Regions from separate parts of the Mus musculus genome. Here all the other regions are linked to region 1. Evidence: chromatin contacts called from public Hi-C and HiChIP or PLAC-seq data. All regions are on one chromosome and are shown on one strand. The core of a region is the stretch at or near the end of the contact, and the rest is flanking DNA. Distances in the headings are between cores, read along the strand shown.

Region 1 (2,740 bases), core at 190-2,689:
TAGCACATGCCAGGATCCTGGCACCTGGAGGCCGAGGCAGGAGAACTGTGGCCTAGCCTACCAGTGAGACACTTAAAAAAAAAAAAAAAAAAAAAAGGAAAAAAAAAATCAAACCACCAATAGTAGACTTAACAGTCAGATGTTTCCCTGTGACACCGGCACTCTGAAAGGCAGAGGGAGACAGATCTTTGCTTTGTAGACATGACAAGCTTGGTCTAGTTAGCAAGTTCCAGGCCAACCTGGGTTACATATTGAGACCCTGTCTCAAAAACTAACCCACCCACCCATCCACCAACCAATACAACTACAATAACAGAACCTAAGCTGCCAGAGGCCAGTGTTTCCCCCTCTTTTCCCCTCTCCCTCTTTTCAACCCTTTAAAGCAGGAACCTGATTGGTCAGTCAGGGACATTCTCTTTGGGTGATGGAAGTGCACATAAGTACTCCAGAACCTGAGATCTTTCCTCTGGGAAGGTTGGATGGGTTGGGTAAAATTGAATCAGATTTAGCAGCAGGAATATTCCAGCTTTTGGCAACCATGTCTGGTCCTCCGATTTGCCCCAAGCTTAAGGAGACTGGGTCGCCATTAAAAGGCATTTTCCAAAGGGGCCCCTGTCTTGCCATCTTACGGTTGTCTATTGATTGCATGTAGCTCTTAATCAACATAGATGGGGAATTAACAATGAGGGTGCGAAGACACAAGGCTCAGCGGGGCCCGAGATCCAGAAGTGCACGAAAGGATCTCAGAAAGCACTAGCTTCCGCGCTGGGGGCTCTGCAGCTCTGAGCCTCAGGGTCCATTGGCCTGCCTGGATTTGGGGGATAAACCCTCGCGCAGCCCGGGCCCTCCACGCTGGCAGCCAGCAGATGGCTCTCGGGCTCTCTCAACTGCACGGTCTATCCCTCTCCAGACGCAAGCGTCTGCTGCACCGAAGCGAGGCTGCGAGGAGGGGCGCCGAGCCCGGCGCCGCCGCAGCAGTCAAGGCAGCAGCCACCGCAGCCAAGCACCGCGTCGGTCCCCGGGCTGTGCCCCGCGCCGGGCACCGTGCGCCCAGGCCCGGAGGCCGGCCGGGGACCCGTGCGGAGGCCGCTCTCGCGAGGCGGGGAGGAGACGCAGGGGGACCAGGAGGAGGAGCAGGAGAGGGTGAAGGAGAGGAGGAGGAGCGGGAGAAGGGGAAGGAGGAGAGCAGAGCCGGCCCGCCCCTGCCCAGCCCAGCCCGCAGGAGGCCGAGACCAGCCAGGCGGCCCAACCCTCGCCTTCCGCTTCACCTACGCCCAAGGTGCGGCGCAGAGGCCGGGCTGCGCGGCGCCCGCCCGGGAAGAAGCCGGTGTTGCAGCCGCCTTGCGTTCGGCCCCTGAAGCAGCGAGCCGAGAGGGAGGCATGTAGCGACGGCCGCAGAGCCAGCTCGGATTTTCAACTCTTAGGATTTTTTTTTTTTTTTTTTTTTTTTTTTTTTGGTACTGCGGGCGCGCGGCAACCTTGGATCAACGCCCCGCTGCTCCGGCCGGCCCACTCTTTCCTTGCAAGCTGCGGCTTCCTCGCGGAAACATTAAAGGGTCTGAAGAAGGGCGCGGGGCCGAGAGTCAGAGAGTGGGACCCGGGATCTCCCCGCGCCCAGTGGGGCAACCATGACCGACGAGAGCTCCGATGTCCCCCGGGAGTTAATGGGTAAGCTTGGCGCGGGGGCCGACTGGCCATCTTTCTCTGCGCACACCTCCTTTCCGCCTCCCTTCCCATCTCCGTCCTCTCGCAGTCTCCGCGCTCTCCTGCGCAAGTGGCGTGGGGCAGGGTCGCCGGGGGAGGGGGCGGGGTGGGGGGAGAGGCTAGAAGTTTGCTGGCCCGATGGCCGCAGGAACTGGGTGCAGAGAGAGAAGAAGGAGTGGAGAGGAATCTGGAGCCCTGGGGGACTCCACGCAGATCTCCCTGCTCAGCCCCACCAGGTGAGTCAGGTTGGCGGAAGATGGAGCTGGAGGGGCGTCCCTTCCAGTGGCCAACTCCCTGGTCCCAAACTCTGGAAAGTCTGGTAAAGCCTAGCAAGGAGGATGCCTGGCGACTGTAGGTTCCCTCGGGCTCATGTCAGGCACCCTCCAGGAAATTCCCGTTTGGGGCTGCCCCTCTTACTGACGGCCTCAGGGATGGAGGCGCCCGTCCAGCGTCAGGACCCAGCCTGACAAGGCGTGGCTTTGAGGATTGAGTTGGAAGCTAGAGGGTTACCCGGCCGATGCCTTCTCAGTCCAGGAAATGGAGGGTTAATGATAAACGCCTCATTTTAATAATGATTAACCTGCCGACCACCTTCAGTCTCTTTGGGAACACGTGTGTTACCCTGTGCCAGGTGACTGGTTTGCTTGAGGCCCTTATTGGGGGAGGGGGTGTCTTCTTTTGGAGCAGAGGGCAGAGAGAGCATTGCTTGGAATTTAAGTCCTGGAGCTTAGCTTTATCTGGAAAGGTTAAATGGCAGAAGACAAATGGGCTAGGAGCGCTGGAAACCAGCGCTTATGCTCGTGTGGAGTGCGTTGACTTGCACTAAGGTGAATATGACTTTATGGACGTACTTTGAGCTCCAGTGACTGGTATTCCCTGAGGAATACTGGGCACACACTTGATGTTCCCTGGATTCCCTGGGCGCTGACAAGGAGGGAACGTTCTCACCGATTCACCATAGTCTGGAATTTGCCCCTCTGCTGTCCACCCAGCATTGATACTTGAGAGGGCATGGTGTGCCCCCGCAAAGCTGCTC
Region 2 (2,781 bases), core at 46-2,545, 150 kb after region 1:
GTGGAGTTTTATACCCACACTCACCCTAAGCCCTCCTCGCCCTCGCTGTCAGCAGTAACTAACTTCCTTCGAGCTGTGGGACTCAGGATCCCTGTGCTTTTGCACAGGGTTGGTGGAGACCACCACCAGATCTGTCAGGCCCCTCGGTTTGCACCTTCCACCTCTCATGGCCCTTTGTGATGCAGAGCCAGCTAGAGCTTGTCTCAGAAGCCTTAGATTTTTTCCTATACCTCTATGAGAGGGTGACCCATTTAACACATACCCATCTGCCCCCCCCACCCCCTTTTTTTAAACAAGAGTTTTGTTTTGTAGCCTAGCCTGGTCTCAGATTTCTATTTTTGTACGTCTGCCTCAAAGATTCTGAGAATCCAGGCATGTGCCTTGATACAAATCCCTACCTCCCTTGTAGATATTGACCATAGAGCCTGTGCATGCTAAGTGCATGCTGAACTGCTGAGTGCCGTTCCCAGCCTATGGACTCTTTGCAGATGAACTTAGAGATCATTAATTTAATAATCGTGTGGTGAACCCCTCCGTCTGGCTCTGTAGGAAGTATTCACGAGGAGTCCAGTTTAGATCCCACCACACATGCCTTTGAGCACTTTGTAAGATTTGAATGCGTGCTTACAGTGAGGTTGAAGGACCCGGTTTATAAGGAGAATGATCTGTCATGCATGTTTGCATCTGGGGCTGGGGTACGACAGAGTGCTTGCCTAGCATGTGTGAAGCCCCGGGAACAATCCCCACCCCTACAAAACAAAAATGAAAATCAAAGGCAGGTGTTCGTAGGTAGCAAAGGCAGCGCCTGCCGTTGACACAGGAAGGGAAGCTCCTGGGTGAATTCTCCATCTTCGTCTCAACATTGATAGATGAGGTCGGCGTAGGAGTCACTCTGCCTCTGGAGGGAACATTTGTTTTCATTTGCTGTTGGAAATGTTTCCCAGGCTTGCTGAATAGGGCCTTTCATCTTTCAATGTTAGGTATTTGATGAGGATTAATTATTCAACTGAGCTGAGGGCACGGAGGCAGCGTGGCTTTTTTACTTTCTGACAGGGATGCTGCCTTGTGTGTAAAATGATTCCCTTGTAGCATTCACACGGAATGGGGTAACTTCCGTCATCTTGAGCAGGGAGTGTGAAGGAAGGTGGAGGCTGAAACCAAAACTAGGTCTTGTGGCAAGCAGCCTAAGAACGAGCCCAGACTGAAAATAAAGACACAGGGCTGGAGTGTGGAGTTCACGGGGGCGTTGTCATTTCTGTAGGGAAAACAGCCGTTCTCTCTGCCCGCTCTGTTAGAAGTGGCAGAGTGGGAATGAGGCAAAGTGGAATCTGGACACAGCACCTCCTATGGTCAGGGCAGCTGTATCAGGTTTGTTTGTAAGAGGCGGGGATCTGGCTGTATTTAGCGGCTGACAGGGCTGAGTCAGTACAGGGTCCCCAAGGAGGTGACCTTCAGAAGACAGGCTAGCAGGGCACTGTTAATCATTAGGGAAATGTAAATTAAAAGCACAATGAGGTACTATCACATAGCTAGTCATCTGGCTGTGATAAAAGTAAACGTCTTTGAGGGTGTGAGGAAAGGAAAATGTTTCCATTGCTGGTGGGATTGGAGAGGGATGCAGCCATTGGGAACCTAGAGAGACAGGGGTGGTTGGTTGTTTTGTTTTTCTTTTTCAAGACATGGTTTCAAGACAGGGCAGTCCTGTCTGTCCTAGAACTCACTTTGTAGACCAGGCTGGCCTCAAACTCCACCTGCCTCTGCCTCCTGGGTGGTGGGACTAACGTCGTAAGCCACCATGCCCGACTGAGTGAAAGCTTTTTAGAAGGTTAAACACAAATGTTCCAAATATCCTAGCAATTCTACTCTTGGCTATCACTCATAAGCAATGAGACAATCTGCACAAAGGCTCTGCTATAAGCACAGGTTTACAGGCATAATAGATCACACACACACACACACACACACACACACACACACTCTCTCACATACACACAGACAGGGACACATACACAAACACACACATACACACACACATACACACACACACACTTTCTCACACACTCACAGACACACACACATACAGACAGACACACTTTCTCACACACTCACAGACACATATATACATACACACACACACACACTTTCTCACACACTCACAGACACATACACACATATATACACACACACACTTTCTCACACACTCACAGACACACAGACACACACATACACATTTTCTCACACACTCAGACACACACACACACATACAGATATGCACAGCAGCAGTGTGGAACAGCCTAGGACTCATCAATGGGTAAGTTGAATGTGGCACATTTGTCCCAGCAGCAGTATGTTTAAACCTCAGAGGGGAGACACACCTAGAAGACCGTAAGTCAGTGTTGTGGGATTGGCAGGTGGAGGATGAGTCCCAGGCCCTTCCTCTCCTGACCTGTTTCCTTCACCTACTCATAGACAACTTGTCCCCTCGGTAGTGTTTCGTCTTTTAGGTTCTCACCTTGGAGCCCCTGCAACCCTTTCGTTTAATTTACTGTACTCTGCTTATGATATAACTAAGCATAGTTAGTTATACCCTATTCCTGCAGTACCCACAGCCTGTCATACCCGCTCTATAGCAGCATCCTCCTAGCCCTTAGATACACAGCAGCTAGTGTAAGACTGGTCATAAGCGATAAGTATCTTCCTTAAATGGAGTTTGAATTTGATGTCATTCTCCTATTTGCTTTTAAAAGTTGTTCTTGAAAGTCGTGGTGAAGTTTATAGAGG
Region 3 (3,071 bases), core at 278-2,777, 190 kb after region 1:
GGGTTCCCCCCAGGATGACTAACAACCCGGAGACTGAGTCTAGATTAAGCATTAAGCACTCATGTGGTAAGGCCGTATAAAAATGTAATGAATTAGGAAAAACTGACCTCATAAATATGTATGCAATTCAAACACACACACACTGCCCCATTCTCATTATTCTTAAGTGTTAATTTGTGTACTAGAATTTGAATGTAGTGATAGAAGAGTAGCTTAAAGATCTGGCCATTTCCCAGTATGACAGAGAAGCCATGGTAGATCATTTTGGTAGTAGTGGAAGAGAGAGTGTAAAAATGGTGAGACATGACTACTGCTTTCCACGAGGTGGTGTTGCATGTTTTGTTTTGTTTTGTTTTGTTTTGTTTTGTTTTGTTTTTTATAACATTAGATTACCTGAGTCTGAACGTTTTCCATTGTTTTCCATTTATCTGAATGTAGAATAGTAAGAACACTGTTTACTTAGCTTTCTGGCTGAGATGCCATCGCCTTAACCACCAGCAGCAGTCTCTTTCTTGCTTGGGTCTGACTCTGACTGGTGTGCTGTTCCCTTCTGATTATCCTGGGCTAAGTCTGGTCAGCCACATGGCCCGAGAATGTCAAGAATGGTGGTATAGTCACTCTTCTAACTGAGTCACATGATAGTTCTCTGTTGATATTTGAGTGTTTTATTTTTTATCTTCTTCCTCTTTCTTCCTTTTGAAACAAGGCCTCATACAGTATAGTCTGGCCACAATTTATCCCCCTGCCTCTATCTCCCAGGTGCTCAGATTTCAGGTATGAGCTGCCATGCCTGACTGATGTCTAGATTTGAACTCCGTCCTCTTCACCCTGACCTTGTACATCATAGATAGAGACCTCTCTCTTTCATACACATAGGTGCATGATCAGTACAACCTGGTGGAGCAGGCACAGGTAGATCTTACGTTGTATTTGCTTGTTGTCATGGAAATCACTCAGCTTCTAGCCATTTACCTGCCTGGGATACCAGTGCTGCTTAAGGGAATGAGGCCAGAGGAGAACACTTCACATAACAGATGTCATTCCGCAGGTCTGAACTGGGACCTTTCATGCCTTGTTGGTGTATGTCTTGGGATTTACCCCTGCCTGCACTGAGTCTTGCAAACGCAGATGCCCACCGGACTAGGGGGGACAGTAGAGCAATTAGAAGGATTTGGGCACTGGAGGAAAGTCTATTTGGTGTTTGGTCATGTACCCTGAAGGCCAGACCAAACCTGTATCCAGCCTGAGTGGCTTTCAGTCTCTAGTTGGTGTAGATTCACATACGGTGTATGATCGTACAGATTTGACTTTTTGTTTCTTGAATCACAGGAATATCTTCTGATGGAAACTTAAGACACAGTTAAAGGATAATGACCAAAAATGTTCTAAAATAAGCTCCTTGGGGGTAGTGTTACATCTTTGTTGAGAGCACACACTCCAAAACTTGCTCCCACAAGCTGACTCTGATTCATCTCTGGACTAATGCTATGACTTTGTTTTGTTTGGCTGTATTGCTTTTTGGTAAGATAGAATACCATGCACCCCATGCTGGCTTTGAATATTTTATGGGACTAGCCTTGAACTTCTTATCCTTCTGCCCCTACTTCCCAAGAGCTAGGATTATAAACTTGTACACACACACACACACACACACACACACACATACACACACATACACACACACCACATGCCCGTCATCTTCTAACTGTGGGTTTGGTTGAGTTGCTTAACCCTTCTGTTTCTGGTGACTAAGGATGACAATCATGCCTCAGTACATAATGGTGTCTGAGAGGGTTAATTAAACCACACATGAAAAGAGGAAGCAGTGGTTGGGTATAGTAAATGCTTAGGAAATATTCATCGGCTGAACATTATTCATCTTGGGTATGTTTCATTTTGTATTCGGGCCCTGTCTTTTAGAGTTATTTTTCACGTATAGAAAAATAAATTGGGTAGAAAGGAATAATGCCTCAAGTGGGACACTTCTGTGACCTGTGGCTTGCCATAGAAGCAACAGATATTCATCAATTCATTCTGGAAGTCTATTTAATGTCAGAACCTTCCGGTTCCAACCTCACCCCTACCCATGGCTTTAGACAGCAATTCCCAAAGCAGACAGTTCAATGAGTCCTATTCTCAGTTCTCTGTGGAGAGTTGGGAAAGTGGTCATTGCTTTGATGAAGCCATTCAGTGCTGTGTGCCCCACCCCCAGCCTCTGCAGTCGTTGTCCCTGGCTGACTCAAAACTCAAGGCTGAGGTCACCATCATCATCAATGCCCTGGGCAGCAACACCTCCCTGACCAAAGTGGACATCAGTGGGAATGGCATGGGGGACATGGGAGCGAAGATGCTGGCCAAGGCTCTCCAGATCAACACCAAACTCAGGTAGGCACCAGTGTCCTGACCCTGAGGGTTTGCTGCTCCTTCTAGGGTAGTCTGGGTCTCCCAGGATACCCGCTGGGAAGAAATTTTTACCAGAGTACTTGGTTGGGACTCTTGAAACACATAGTATTTCCACTGATGTTTGACTTTACAAGTCCTCTGTGATGTAAAACCCTGACAGATTGTTGTGGTTTCTTTCTCAATGTAGTCTTGACACCTAACCAGGGAGATAATGTCAATAAGAAGCAGGGATCTTTGCAGGCCATGCTGTGGGAGCAGACCTAGACAATCCATGTCTTTTAGTGACAGGCCATGTTTTAAGAGTTGCATCCTCAGGTGATATAGCTATGCAGGCATCACAGAGGTACTTACACAAAGAAACTGTCCATGATATCCCTGGGCTATATAGTTAGTGGTTCATGTTCTTATTTGGAACAGGACCATATGTTGTTGTAGGTCTGAGGCCTTTCTTCCACTCCACACCTCTGTAATAAAGACTTGAAACACAAGGGCACAAGAAGACTGCTTTTCAAAGGCTGGTTCCCCAGGGGACCCATTTCTGTTTTTCAGTCATACCCTGGACTTTTTGTACACACAACTCTTCTTGAGAACCACCAGTGCTTTGCCCCATTGTTATCTGTTCCTCAGAGTGATCAGAATTTGCCACTGGTCTGTCAGTGTGTTGACTG
Region 4 (2,811 bases), core at 20-2,519, 210 kb after region 1:
CAGACCTCTAGAGTGAGTTCCCATTCTATTGCCATATTTTTATTCCAGGTTTTGCAGTCTTTAGATATCTTTTTGGAATTTCTTGAGGAGTATGCCAAGATCTCAGTGTTCAGAAGATGTAATTACAAACTTGCTTGGATTTTCCCAGACCTCATGTCATCAGTGCTCCATTGTACTCAGTTCCTCTCTCTCTTATGCCTCTTCTCATTACCCTTCTTATTTGGGGATTGAGATGGCCGAACACCAAGTTCCAAAACATTTTAAGATTCCCCTTTTACCTACTTGTGAATATTGATAAAAAAAATATTCAGATGAGCAACAACATGCTAGAAGACATCAGAGACATCAAACAGTAGTGGCTTTTTAAAGTTTTCACTTTGGCACTACACCATGGAGTCCATAGACCACCCCTCCCCATCTCCAGAGAGAAGGAGAAAGATAAGTGTGAAGTGCTGAGCCTAGAGGGTTAGAAAGAGACATAATCTCAGGCATGGTAAATGAGAAGAAAGAGACATAATCTCAGGCATGGTAAATGAGAATCAGGAAATGCTTTTACCATCAAATTCCTGTGTCCTCTGGAAGTCCAGGTAGGACATTGGCCCATGTTTTTGGTATGAATCTCACCTGGATACCTCTGATGTGTTTAATTAAATGTCATGTCATTCTCCTCCTCCTCCTCCTCCTCCTTTTTAGGCAGGGTCTGTCTATAGTTTAGGCCAACCTTAGACTCATGTCAATCCTCCTGCCTCAGCCTACTGAGTCTAGGGATTCTGACTGTGAACCGTCACCTCCAGCTTAAAGTATTAGGTAATTAAATATGAGACCTTGTTTTGAGAACACAGAGTGGACTGGGCAGATTTACACATGCATCAGTGTTAGCCTCTCCTTCTGCACCCCTAGCAGTAACCATCCCGAGTAGGGACGTCTCAGTACCAACGGTCACACTTGGTTTACACGGATCTTCCCGTTGCACAAATACACATTCAACCTTGGCTTTTTAGGGTTAGGCAATTTTGTTTTAACAGCTCATTTGCCTGTTCTGAAAACTTAAAAAAAAAAAAATTATTGACTTCAAAAGCAGGCTAAGCTCCAAAGACAGTTCTAGACTGAGGTACACGTGACTGGCTTCCTAACACTTTCCTGGAGATCTTGGACACGCGAAGGCCTGCACTTTAAATTGGTTGATTCAGCCCTAAAGCTTGTGGACTGTGGAGCCCTGTGAATTGCTGGAATGTTAACCAGCACAGGAGCCATCTGGAAGGAGTCTGGTGACTGAGCCTGTCACTTAAATCCGCTAAGCCCCCTCTGTTGCTGGGGAATCAACTGGGCTCAGATTAAGAGGCATCAAACTAAAAATTTTAATAGCCTCTGTTACAGTGCGTTTTTAACGTTGCCAAGCGCGGTAGTGAGTCAAGGCAGAAAGAGAGTCACGGTTCCATGGGTGAGCATTTTATGTGCCGTGTGTGCACGTTGAAGGGATAACTGAGGCTTAATAGCCCAGACTAGACTTTCTGAATTCTCTGCAGTGCAGGCCAGCTCATGTCTGTTAGTAGATGCAATGTGCCGCATGGTCCTTGTGGTTCCTATTGAGTGTCTCTTCGTCCAGGTGTTTTCCATTTCTGCCGCTAAATCTTTCAAGCTGCAAATTCAAGAAGACAGGTTGACATTGACAATGGGCGCCTGATCCTTGTGTGTTTTACTGTGTTTAAGAGTTACTTTGGAGGAATCCTTAGTCCTATCCTCATAGTCTTTCCATTCCATTTTCAAAGATAGGAATGGAATCCCAGTTGGCCGATCGGCACAGCCTCACAGGTGCCCCCTCCCCCAGCCCCACCCCCATTCTTACTAAACCCCCAATACAAGTTAAAAAGCTTCCCTGCTCTTTGCTGTCACAGTGAGGTGAAGCTGACAGTGGCCTCGTTCTTGTCTGACCGGATCGTCGATGAGATCCTGGATTCTCTCTCCAGCAGCCATCGGAAGCTGGTGAGTGCCGGAGCAGAGCGAGGAACGAAACTTTGTCTTTTGGGTTCGGGGAAGGGGTGTGATTTCTTTTCTGTCTTCTCTCAGCATGATTGATAGGCGGAGAGCCTATCACTCCTCCTCCCTCTTCTCCTGCTTCTAGGCATCCTGGGATGCAGTAGATTTGAATGACCAGAAGTGAGCATTTCTAGAAATCTTGTCCAGTTTTAATGAAGGTCAAAGGTTTGGGTCTAAAACAAACATTTTTAGTTATATACTGTACATATGCTCATAATATTGCTTTGATAGGATTATTTCAGAATGAGTTTGGGGTTTTAAGACTGGTCTTAATTTTAGCTCAGACTGACCTTGAGGCAATCCTCCTGCCTCAGCCGCCTATGTTCTGTTATTACACATGTTACCCACTACTCCTTCCTCAGAATAGATAATCTCTTATGTTTATGTTAGCTATAGATAGATAGACAGACAGACAGACAGACAGCCCACATTAGTCTCAATTCTAGACATAGCCAGGGATGATCCTGAACTACTCATTCTCCTGCCTCCCCCTCCAGGATGTGTGTGCTGCAATGCCCGGCTAAGACTCTCCTTTAAAATCCAAAAGACAATTTTATCTATAGCAACAGTACTGCAAATGTTGCCTAGGGACCCTGCTGGCCCAGTAACACATTACCAGTCTGAATATTCATTAGTTAAGAAACCAGAAGAGGGCTACTAAGAAGTTTCCAGAACAATTCCACAGGACCACAATATTTGTTTAAGTACATGTTTTTTGTTTTCTAAATTCTTCTCTATTGTCTGTTATCAACATGCAACCTGTACCAGATTGGG

Evidence for each region. A called contact is a pair of places that touch in the nucleus more often than the background predicts. HiChIP or PLAC-seq counts read pairs in DNA pulled down with a chosen protein or histone mark.
Region 2: a Hi-C map of uterus shows a contact between it and region 1, with 2.1 times the contacts expected there. The contact joins the enhancer-like site here to the promoter of Carmil1 in region 1. A contact is called at or near these places in 11 of 39 promoter capture datasets (the HPC-7 cell line, HPC-7-derived erythroid cells, cranial neural crest and 7 more), 1 of 15 datasets of contacts at CTCF or cohesin (CD8 T cells), 7 of 484 Hi-C or Micro-C datasets (the HL-1 cell line, Th1 cells, cochlea and 3 more), 11 of 115 datasets of contacts at active chromatin or transcription factors (SST interneurons, differentiating embryonic stem cells, embryonic hindbrain and 7 more) and 2 of 9 other capture datasets (adipose tissue and liver).
Region 3: a contact with region 1 is called in an H3K4me3 HiChIP or PLAC-seq map of bone marrow-derived macrophages, with 5 times the contacts expected there. The contact joins the enhancer-like site here to the promoter of Carmil1 in region 1. A contact is called at or near these places in 20 of 39 promoter capture datasets (the 3T3-L1 cell line, 3T3-L1-derived adipocytes, the C10 cell line and 14 more), 2 of 15 datasets of contacts at CTCF or cohesin (both in the NIH/3T3 cell line), 27 of 484 Hi-C or Micro-C datasets (the AML12 cell line, the AtT-20 cell line, the C2C12 cell line and 18 more), 19 of 115 datasets of contacts at active chromatin or transcription factors (the NIH/3T3 cell line, bone marrow-derived macrophages, craniofacial prominence and 13 more) and 4 of 9 other capture datasets (adipose tissue, embryonic stem cells, liver and 1 more).
Region 4: a contact with region 1 is called in an H3K4me3 HiChIP or PLAC-seq map of embryonic limb bud, with 4 times the contacts expected there. The contact joins the enhancer-like site here to the promoter of Carmil1 in region 1. A contact is called at or near these places in 10 of 39 promoter capture datasets (the C10 cell line, the HPC-7 cell line, cranial neural crest and 6 more), 3 of 484 Hi-C or Micro-C datasets (bone marrow-derived macrophages, embryonic fibroblasts and nephron progenitors), 14 of 115 datasets of contacts at active chromatin or transcription factors (SST interneurons, bone marrow-derived macrophages, craniofacial prominence and 9 more) and 3 of 9 other capture datasets (adipose tissue, embryonic stem cells and liver).

The regions. Positions count from the first base shown.
Region 1 is chr13:24,279,489-24,282,228 of GRCm38.p6, reverse strand. Carmil1 (capping protein regulator and myosin 1 linker 1) reads left to right here and starts at 1,439. Exons shown (of 38, transcript NM_026825.3): 1 at 1,439-1,668. The coding sequence starts at 1,629.
Region 2 is chr13:24,134,090-24,136,870 of GRCm38.p6, reverse strand. All of the region lies in intron 11 of Carmil1 (capping protein regulator and myosin 1 linker 1), which reads left to right. Among named protein-coding and RNA genes, the nearest start is that of Gm33573, 44 kb to the left of the region's middle. Within about 2 kb of position 1,295, at least 66 of the 459 cell types and tissues checked have an H3K27ac peak or open chromatin away from gene starts, as enhancers often do. A contact at or near this core is called in cochlea, cortical glia, forebrain and 1 more, where this site is marked.
Region 3 is chr13:24,093,712-24,096,782 of GRCm38.p6, reverse strand. Carmil1 (capping protein regulator and myosin 1 linker 1) reads left to right here. Exons shown (of 38, transcript NM_026825.3): 22 at 2,213-2,385. Among named protein-coding and RNA genes, the nearest start is that of Gm33573, 85 kb to the left of the region's middle. Within about 2 kb of position 1,527, at least 67 of the 459 cell types and tissues checked have an H3K27ac peak or open chromatin away from gene starts, as enhancers often do. A contact at or near this core is called in the C2C12 cell line, the CH12 cell line, the G1E-ER4 cell line and 5 more, where this site is marked.
Region 4 is chr13:24,066,304-24,069,114 of GRCm38.p6, reverse strand. Carmil1 (capping protein regulator and myosin 1 linker 1) reads left to right here. Exons shown (of 38, transcript NM_026825.3): 29 at 1,896-1,983. Among named protein-coding and RNA genes, the nearest start is that of Scgn, 76 kb to the right of the region's middle. Within about 2 kb of position 1,269, at least 8 of the 459 cell types and tissues checked have an H3K27ac peak or open chromatin away from gene starts, as enhancers often do. A contact at or near this core is called in craniofacial prominence and embryonic limb bud, where this site is marked.